Regions from separate parts of the Mus musculus genome. Here region 1 is linked to region 2. A link is a contact called in public Hi-C data. All regions are on one chromosome and are shown on one strand. Each heading gives the region's core, a stretch centred on a gene start, on an enhancer-like site or on the middle of the called end of the contact. The rest is flanking DNA. Distances are from core to core; before and after follow the strand shown. Region 1 has its middle 49 kb from the start of Gm39359. Region 2 overlaps Iqch (IQ motif containing H).

What was found. Hi-C and Micro-C count contacts between places; a contact is called where the count stands out from the background.
Region 1: a Hi-C map of bone marrow-derived macrophages shows a contact between it and region 2, with 40 read pairs. The contact joins two enhancer-like sites. A contact is called at or near these places in 5 of 15 datasets of contacts at CTCF or cohesin (the NIH/3T3 cell line, embryonic stem cells, large pre-B cells and 2 more), 46 of 484 Hi-C or Micro-C datasets (B cells, CD4 T cells, CD8 T cells and 26 more), 5 of 115 datasets of contacts at active chromatin or transcription factors (astrocytes, bone marrow-derived dendritic cells, embryonic stem cells and 2 more) and 1 of 9 other capture datasets (embryonic stem cells).

What each region holds. Positions count from the first base shown.
Region 1 is chr9:63,842,478-63,847,296 of GRCm38.p6, reverse strand. No RefSeq gene overlaps it. Among named protein-coding and RNA genes, the nearest start is that of Gm39359, 49 kb to the right of the region's middle. Within about 2 kb of position 2,971, at least 6 of the 459 cell types and tissues checked have an H3K27ac peak or open chromatin away from gene starts, as enhancers often do. A contact at or near this core is called in bone marrow-derived macrophages, where this site is marked.
Region 2 is chr9:63,585,963-63,591,396 of GRCm38.p6, reverse strand. It overlaps Iqch (IQ motif containing H), which reads left to right. Exons shown (of 22, transcript NM_001311098.1): 4 at 2,956-3,067. Among named protein-coding and RNA genes, the nearest start is that of Iqch, 14 kb to the left of the region's middle. Within about 2 kb of position 2,081, at least 13 of the 459 cell types and tissues checked have an H3K27ac peak or open chromatin away from gene starts, as enhancers often do. A contact at or near this core is called in bone marrow-derived macrophages, where this site is marked.

The DNA.
Region 1 (4,819 bases), core at 1,722-4,221, 260 kb before region 2:
TGTGTTCAGAAACATCGTACTGTTACCTCATTTTTTCATGACTTTACGTTCAGTCACATGGCCACTCGATTGGAGAATCTGTGCAACAAGGAGCCCAGCGCTCTCGAAGCTGCCTTCTGCTCATTGGCTCTCACTGGCTCTAAGATCACATCGAATTGGATCCAGCCACGGTGGTGATAGGACGGCTTCCTTCCATTGTGACTCTGATGTGTGACTTCATGTCTCAGGGGCTGGTGTCTTCTTGGGCAGGGTGACCCAGCAGAATGGTGCCCCAGTGTTCTGTAGGTCAGCCGTGTCCCCTATAGGCCAGCCCCGTCCCCTATAGGTCAGCCTTGTCTCCTATAGACCAGCCTTGTCCCCAGCTACCAGTGTCAAGCACGTTTGGAGAGCTTAGGTCCACGTTCTCTCAGGAGCCTGCCTTTGTCCCAGCTCTCCTGGGTTGGCCCCAGTGCCCGCTGGAGACTCCCCAATACTGTTCACAGCCTCAGCACAAGGCTGGCCCTGCTTCTGCCCAGGCTGCCCCAGCACAAGGTGTGTGCACAGGCACGTGTGCTGGATGCCCCGTTGAGTCTAGACACCTCTGTGTGACCAAGACCTTGGGGGCATTACTACATCTGAGCCTCAGTTTCCCCTCTAAATAGGAGGGCTGTGCCATTGGGTCTTCTAAGTGGAAGTGGAAGAACTGTGTGGAAATTTGCACATCACAGTGGAGGGAACTCTGCCCAGCTCAGGAAAGGCCAACATGACTGTGCAGAGGGAGGCTTTAGTAATTATTTTTTATTCTTTTTTTTTTTTTTTTTAAGATTTATTTATTTATTATATGTAAGTACACTGTAGCTGTCTTCAGACACACCAGAAGAGGGAGTCAGATCTTGTTACGGATGGTTGTGAGCCACCATGTGGTTGCTGGGATTTGAACTCTGGACCTTCGGAAGAGCAGTCGGGTGCTCTAACCCACTGAGCCATCTCACCAGCCCTATTTTTTATTCTTAACTTATTTATTTTTGAGTTTGGGGGACAGGATCTCTTCCTTTAGTTCAGGCTTTAAACTCATGATCATCCTGAAAGCTGGGATCACAGGTGTCGTCTGATCACAGCACGCCTGCTATGAGAAGATTCTAGAGTTTCTTTCAGTCCTTCATAGATGGCCCCTTATATAGCATTAGCTTAGCGGCTGGGAATGCGAGTTCTCAGCGCACCACAAACGTATGCATGCTCTTTGGCAAATCCACAAGTTCTTTTTCAGTGAAGGCCACAGAAAGGCAGCTGCCCAAAGTGCCAGGAGTGCTCTGTTAGCCATTACAGAGACTCCTGGAGACCGTGGTTCTCCACTCTCAAAGGGGAGTTGACTCAGACACACCACCACCACCACCACCTCAAGGCTTTTACAGTGCCAGTTTCCATAGCATCCCATGTCCCACCTTAGTCCTATGAACATTTGACGTATGCTGTCTCCTGCATCCATTCGTGCTTCCCCCCCTCTGCAGATGACAGATAAGGGGCGTGGTCTTGATCCTCTGTCTTGCTGGGGGAAGGGGTGCTGATGGGCCTCTCCACTCTGCTGGCCACATTTGGAGCTGTTCCCCAAATCCTCTGCCCTGGGCCCCTGCCCCTGGCCTATCAAGACCCTCTCTACACCAGGAAACAGGTGCATCCCCCCCCCCGAATTCCTGACTCTCCTACTTCCCACAGCTCTGTAGGGAAACAACCATCCCCTTCCAGGGACCAGAGTACCCTTCTCGACCCTCAAGCTCCCATCTCTCCAGTTCTCCTCTTCACTGGGGGGAAAAATCCACCCAACAGACCAAACCTGGGGGTCAACAGACTCTGAAATGCACAAGGACTGCTGAGCTCAGGCACCGCTAAACCCCAGCCTGGAACTCAGAAAGGACTCCCCTCCCCAAGACAATGCTTTCTCTTTCCTTATCACAAACCTGATACCCAGGCTAAGGATGTGGCTCAGCTGAGACAGTGGTACAGTGTTTGCCTAGGGTGCGTGAAGCCCATGGTTCAATTCCACCACCACATAAACCAGTGTGGTGATGCTTACCAGCAAGTCTAGAACTAAGGAGGTGGAGGCAGGAGGATCAAGAAGTTCAGGGTCATCCTCGCTACACAGTGAATTTTGAGGCTAGCCTGGGATACATGAGACCCTGTGTCAAAACAACAAGCAAAATCCCTAACATTAACTATCTTCTTGATAGTTCATCTGTACCCTCCTCAGGGTCCTGAGGCCCACCTCTGCCTCAGCCCAGGGCATCCCTGATGGCCAGCCATTATGCCTCCTGCTGCTTGGTATGACTTCATTCCCACCCCACCTCCCACTTCCAACGTCTCTTTCTGATTTGTTCTCTGATTTGCTAGAGGTGATGTTTAAATGAGCTACCCTCATTACTCTGACAAGGGATCAGAATTTTTGAGAGCCTTCTTCCCCACGTCCTGTAAGAAGTGAGTGACATACCATTCCTGGGAAGATCTGGACATCCAGTAAACAAATGATTCACCTCCCAAATTAGGATATGTGTGAGCAAGGAGGGCTCATTCTAGTCAGGCATGGCAGTAGGTGTGACCCAGGCTTCCCTGGACTTGTGGCTGCCTGGAGACTATGGACTGGGGTCTGTTCTCTCTTTCCCTTGTTACGTCCTGTGGAAGGATGGACATTTTTCATGGTCTTCAGTGTAGTACACATGGAGGTTTAGAGTTGGAAGGTGATATGCTCACTGCCAGGAGAAGTCTCGCCCTTCCAGCCAGCATATTGCTAGTTTGTAGACTAGCACAGACAATGGGCCTGTTCTTTGAATAGTTCTCAGCACTTCTGGGACTTCAAAGACAAAAGACACCAGTATTTTTATGGTCCAGGTAAGAAGAAACCCAGGGTAGATGCAAAGGCTGATTGAGGTGTCTTCTTCATGCACCATCCATAAGAAATCCATTTAGTCAAGTGCGGCACTGTGCCATGATCACCACAAGAGGGCGCTCACACACAGACAAAGACACACTCCATCTGTATTTTCCGCAAACTAGTGCCACCATCTCACCTGTAGGTTGACTGTTTAATTTTCATTCTGAAGTAATGATGCACCCGTAGGGAAGTTGTGAATGTTTTACTCGTGATATTTAAGCCTTCCACAGATGCTGCTGGAATGCTGACCCAAGCCTACTGTGTGTGAGTCTTCAGGTATGTTCCTGTTTTCAGGGACATCTAAGTCACGAGCATCAGTGCCACCTGGTTGAGGCCCACCCTCAGTGGCCAGGGTCACTCGATGACATCTTCTAGCAGGTGGTGTCACCTCTCTGTCTATTCCATCGGGTTTTCTGCAGCACCGCTGTTGGAGGTGACCTCTAGCTAGGGACATTAGAGGCGTCTCCATACAGCCCCCTTGCTGGAAGAGGCTCCAGGCAACTGTAGGCTCTGGAGCTGGTCTCCTTGTGAGCGGTTGGCACCATCGATGCCCAGTGACATTCAGTCTGGTACCTTTCCTGTTCTAGAACCTTCACTGACAGGGAGGAGTCAGGCATCCACCATTGTCACTGTGGACACTTAGACTGATTGGTCCTCAGGTGACCAGTGGCCTGTCTCTGCTGCTACCCCTCCCCCAGGCGTCCCAGCCTCACCTCTCAGAGCCTCACCCTCCTCCACAGACCAGAGCAGCCACTTCCTCCCTGTCCTTGCACTGATCCTCAGCAGGGTCCGTTTCCCTCCTGAGGTCTGTACTGCCCTGGCAGGTGGCTATGCCTCACACTGGGCAGGTTCTGTCCCTAGGGTCCCCCAAGAGGTCATCTGTATCCTGCACTTCCACCTCTGTATTTTGAACTGAGGGGGAAAGTTTGCTGGAAACTGGATTGACTCTTGGCTTTTCCCAAGGCGGGGTTAACATTCCATCATACCTTCATACCCCATCACTTCACACTGTCATTCCCACTTGTCCTGTCCGTCAATGCAGGGTGTGTGTGTGTGTGTGTGTGTGTGTGTGTGTGTGTGTGTGTGTGTGTTCACTGCTTCTTTGGAGAACCCTAGGGGCTCCAACACAAACAGCAATGGCATATCATCCCATCCATCTTACCCCTGGGACATACCGCCTTTTGACTGGCACCGGTGCCCCTTTCAATCCCCAGTGGGCTATGAGACTCTGGCTGGGCATCTAAGAGAAATCTAGTACAGCTTTGATAGACAGCGTGATGGATAGTTTTAATTGTCAACTTGACAGAAAGTGGGATCACCTGGTAAGAGAGTCTTGACTGCGGGACCGTCTAGATCAATTGGCCTGTGTGCACGTGTTGAGGGTATTGCCTTGCTTTTGCTAATTGAGATGGGATGATCCAGCCCACTGTGGGCAGCACCATTCCCTAGGTTTGGATCCTGGATCGTATGAGTGGAGAAAGCAACTGAGAGTCTGGTGCACACATTCGTTCTCTCTCAGCTCTCTAGTGGATGCGACGTGACATGCTGCTTCAAGTTCCCCAGCCTCGATGGAAGAAACCCGGATTCATGAGCAAGTCAATCTTTAATCCCACGGGATGTTTTCGTTGGGGCATTTTCATCACAATGAGAAAGAAAACCAGGATAGACAGATTAGCTTTTCTGCAAAGGATCCAGCCAAGGAGGACCTGTGACACCTGCCATCAACCATTCATTTAAAAAAAAAAATCCCACAGGTGGGCTGGAGAGATGGCTCAGTGGTTAAGAGCACTGACTGCTCTTCCAGAGGCCCTGAGTTCAATTCCCCCACATGGTGGCTCACAACCATCTGTAGTGGGATCTGATGCCCTCTTCTGGTGTGTCTGAAGACAGTGACAGTGTACTCATATACATAAAATA
Region 2 (5,434 bases), core at 832-3,331:
AGACCAGGCTACAGGCTGACTGTGGTAGACCAGGCTACAGGCTGACTGTGGTAGACCAGGCTACAGGCTGACTGGTAGACCAGACTACAGGCTGACTGTGGTAGACCAGGCTACAGGCTGACTGTGGTAGGCCAGGCTACAGGCTGACTGGTAGACCAGACTACAGGCTGACTGTGGTAGGCCAGGCTACAGGCTGACTGTGGTAGACCAGGCTACAGGCTGACTGTGGTAGACCAGGCTACAGGCTGACTGTGGTAGACCAGGCTACAGGCTGACTGTGGTAGACCAGGCTACAGGCTGACTGTGGTAGACCAGGCTACAGGCTGACTGTGGTAGACCAGGCTACAGGCTGACTGGTAGACCAGGCTACAGGCTGACTGTGGTAGACCAGGCTACAGGCTGACTGTGGTAGACCAGGCTACAGGCTGACTGTGGGAAGGGCTCGCAAAGAACAGAGCCAGCAACAGGGCACATGTGTGTGCTTAGTACTAGAGCTTCACAAAGCAGCTTGATGTGCGTTGCCTCTAAGTCAGCCCTGTGATCGATCATACAGGGTAGGTCGTTATCCCCAGTTTACAGACAAAGATCTAAGACTGAGTAAGTTGCATCCAATCACATGGCCAAAAATTCTACAGGAACTCTCAGAGTACCCAATCTTCTGACTCTAATGCTATTGAAAGATTGTGTAATGGTGTTTGCAGTAGTTTTCAGTCTGTTTACATTCTTAAAAGAAATCCTTGTAAATCTGATTAAAATAAAAAAAACAAACAAATGAATTACACAAGTCAATGAGATAAAATGTGCCAGCCCATACTGATGAAACCTTAGTTGTCAGACATTTTTAACCTTTTTTTAAAAACATATTTTAAAAACGTTTATTTGTATATGTATGTGTGTATGTGAGTGTATGTGCATGTGAGTGTGTGCATGTGTACAACACCATACGTGGAAGTCTGAGGACAACTTGAAGGACTCACTTCTCACCTTTCAATGTGTAAATTGTGGGAATCAAATTTAGGTCACCAGGCTTGGTGACAAGTACCTTTACCCACTGAGCCATCTCTCAGGCCCTCATTTGTACTCTTAAGTTTTAAGTTTAGGACTGTCACTCTTAACTAGGTTAAATTTTGACTGGCAGATTGGCTGATCTACTTACTCTTTGAAGCAAGGAATCCATAGAGAAGAATAAAGAAGGGTTTTGGAGAAGAAAACATACAGTTACTCTACCATCTAGGCTATTGAGCTTTAGTTTGAAGTCACAACAGACAGTGGGAGGCCAGCTCAGATGTCAGCCAGGCCAGTAGTAGGCAGACTAAATGTGTACCAAGGCATCATACAAATGTAGAGACAAGCACCTTCACCCACTGAGACATCTCCCCAGTCCCAAGGACTTTCTTTAAGTATAAAAAAAACCCCGGTATTTCCTCTTTCTTTAAATCCATAAGGTTGATATTTTCCCCCATGAAGAAACTGACGTGTAAATCGCAGAGATGGCCAGTGGCGAGGCCTATACTGCTGTCCAGATGGAATGGCTGCCATCTGGGATTCTCCTCTTACTCCATAGCTTGCTTTTCATAAATGTGGTTTTCCTTGTAAGCGACCAGTACTCGAGGGGGAAATCTGGTGGTGGAGTAGTGCAAACGGCCAGAAGCTACACAAAATCATCAGTGGGCCTGGCAAGGGCAAGACTCTCTCTCTCTCTCTCTCTCTCTCTCTCTCTCTCTCTCTCTCTCTCTCTCTCTCCTCTCTCTTTCTTTTTTTTTAATGACCCCAGTAAATTCTGAGACTGAAAGCAGGTTTAATTTTTCCCAATCCACTTTTATACAATTTTAATTACATGCAAGTATTAAGAGCAAGCACTACAATAAGGAACTAGCAAGGAAGTAAGCAAAGTCCCGTGATTACTCCCGTGACAGTTGTTTCCAAGGGCTTGTCAGAATGACCAAAATACCTGAGCCCACTTCCTCACCCAAGCCCAGAGAGCTGGCTTTCAGTATTAATAAGTGAGCAAGGATCAGACCTAGGAGTGTCTCAGAGGGTGTGTTAAAAGTAAGCTTTGGGTTTACGAGGCTGTGTTAAAGGTGAGCTTTGGATTTACGAGGCTCTGCCCCTCGAGCCTCTGCCCTCCGTGTGGCTGCAGGTGCTGTATCTATTCCCAGGCTCCTGAGTCCTGAGTCAGGAGGCTTTGAATCCTTGAGTCTTGCTTTTTCAAGGCAGCTCTTAGCTCAGTGATTGCAGTCCTCTGGTGGGTTCAGGAAGTGGTGTTTTGTTTGCTTTTTGTTATTGTAAGGATGGAGATGACCACATTCAATGTCTTTAATGTATTAGAGAAAAATTCAGAAGTCTTAAGTTGCGCTTTAATGATAATTATACAAAAGTGGGCATCATAGTAAGACCAAGATATTAAGTTGTATTGGTGGCTAGATTTTAAAAATTTTTTTATTATGTTGGTCATGTTATAGAAATTGAACCTGCATTTACATGTAAAAAGTTAATTATAGTATGAGGCATATCTGCTCATTCTTACAATTTTACTTTGTTTTACATTGCTCTGTAGCAGTTCACTGCTCAGCAAAGGAGAGCTCTCACCAGCTCTGCTATTAATCTTTACAGCTATTAACACAGCAGAAGTTTAAAGAAAATACTTACCATGGCCTGTTTTTCTCTACCAAGATATGCCTTATGGTGAAACCGTTGTGTACTCGGAGCCAGAGCTGGCGCTTTTTACTCATGCTCTAGGGAGGGTCTTCATCAGACCTCAGAGTTCTTGTGCGCAGTCAAGCAGCTGTGGCTTGACAGCGGCAGCACGGCTGAAGGTGGCTGTGGTCCTGATCCCCAGCAGCACATTGCTAATAGAAGGCAGTCTAAGTACCAAACATTGGTTTGCATTATGATTTGAGAGGCCTTTGGGCCCACACAGGAGATTTTAACCCCTCGTTCTGTTTACTTACTTAGGTCGATTCCAACTGTAATTGACCAGAAATCCTTTATTTTCCCCATGGATTCTGATTTTTGGCGACCTCAAAAGCATCGCGGTTCATTGCTACACGGCCTTAGAAGAGCAAAGGTAGGTCCCCAATGAGCCAGGCAGTGGAGTAACTGTAGGAGCCTCGTGGGCCCAGGAGGATGGCAGGGCAGAATGAGAGGTTTCTTTGAGGATAATGAAAATAACTCAGTGTTAGATAGTGTACAACTCTGTAAATGCACTAAATACTACTGTGAATGCACATTCAAAAAGGGAGCCTACTGATATATAAGTTATATCCCAAGGAAACTGCTATTTTTTTAAAGGTGACATTTAATTTCTAGTATTTTCGATGGGGAGATGGGGAGAAAAGGGTTTATTCAGATCACACTTCCATGTTGCTGTTTCTCACCAAAGGAAGTCAGGACAGGAACTCAAACAGGGAAGGAACGTAGGGTAGGAGCTGATGTAGAGGCCATGGAGGAGGCTGCTCACTGGTTTGCTCCACAAGGTTCGTTCAACCTGCTTTCTTATAGAACCCAGGACCACCAGCCCAGAGATGGCACCACTCACTGTGGATTGAACCCTCCCCTACTGATCACTAATTAAGAAAATGCCATACAGACCTACCTACAACATGTTTAAAACAAAATATGACAAAATAAGCTATAATAAGAAAAAGCAAAAACCATCATTTTGAAGGCAACCTAACACAAGGAAAAGAGTCCCAAGATCAGGCACAAGAATCAGAGACCCATACATTCTCACACTCAGGAATCCCATAAAAATACTAAGATAAAAGCTGCAACACACACACACACACACACACACACACACACAGTTCCTGGTATAGATCCAGCTAGGCCCCGTGCTTGCTGCTTCAGTGTCTGTGAGAAACTGTTAATTTTTTTTATAAGAGTAAATATTTACATTGTATTTTAAACTAGATAATATGCATGTTGTGGTCTGTTTTATAACTTGATGTTACTGTTTTGGAGGTATCTATAGCATAGAAGTAAAGTCAGTCAAAGCACCTTTCTTTTTCCAGAGTTCAGAAGGAACACTCCCTGCTGCTCTGCTGAGCATTTATCAGCTGTAGGAGTTTCCTGGGGCCGTCCCAAGGGTCTTACATACAGAACCCCAGCATCTAGAGATCAAGATTCTTTGACTTCTTCATTTCTTCTAGCTGTCTGCTGAGTAGCAATGGGGAAAGAAGCCCTCTTGTTTTGTTCACTGTCTTAGTGGAAATGCTTGGAGTTTCTTTCCATTTGACATGTTGCTTGTAGGCATGCTGTAATGACATGTATTTTGTTGTGGTATGTTGCCTGCTTCTCTATTTACCACATGGGGATGGTGGATTTTCTCCAAGGCCTTTTCTGCATCTAATGAGATGGTTGTTTCTGGCCTTTCACCTGTTTATGTGGCAGACTGTGTTTATTGATTTGTGTGTGTTGAACCATCCTCCTGTATCTCTTGGATGAATCCAACTGGACCATGGTGAATAATCATGTTGATATGATTATCTTTGATGTGCTATTGAATTAAATTTATAAATATTTCATTGAAAATTTTTGCATTTGTGTTCATCAAAGATTCTGGCCTAGAATTTTCTTCCCTTTCCTTTTCTTCTTCTTTGTTTGGCTTTGGTATCGGGTAATACTCGCTTGGGAGAAGAACTCTGGTGATGTTCCTTACTTTTCTGTTTTGCAAAATAGTATGAATAGTATTGGTGTTGAGTCTATGAAGGTCTGGGGGAATCCTGCACTGAATTTATCTGGCTCTGGAATTCTTTTAATTGGGAGATTTTAAACTGTTGCTTATATTTCATTAGGTGTTATGGATCTATTTAAATATATAATTTCTTGACTTATGTTTCTTTGCATTTTTCAGTTTGGTGGAGTATAAATTTTTAAAGAGCTCATGAGGTCTCTGACTTTGCCTCCAAGGGAGTATTTGTTGCTGTTATTATTTTTGTTTTTTAGTTTGATTCTGGTTCCTTCTTTGTGTTAGTCAGTTCAGCCTTATCCAAAGGAATATCACAAACTGACCCAAAAGAAGTCTGTCTCTTACAGTTATGGATGCTACAAAACTCAATCAAGATGCTGGCAGATTGGGTATGTTGTGAGGGCCCATTTCCTAGTTTGGCAATAACTCCATTCCTGAGGATTCCACCCTTGTAATCTACTCACCTGCCTTGTCTTGCCTCCTAAGAGCATCACAGCAGGCTAACTAGATCTACATACGCGGAGAGGGGTAGGAACATGCAGTGCATATTGACTAGCCCAAAGCAATCATAAGTCATCTTCCTTGGGTACCAGATTTTCATGATTTTGGAAATAACATGTTTAATGTTCAGGACAATCCTAAAAGGAGGTGTTGTCATTATCTTTGGTTTATTTGGAAAGAGACTAAGGTACACAGTGGGAGAACACAGCTTGTGCATATCCAAGTTGGTATTGTGAACCTAGA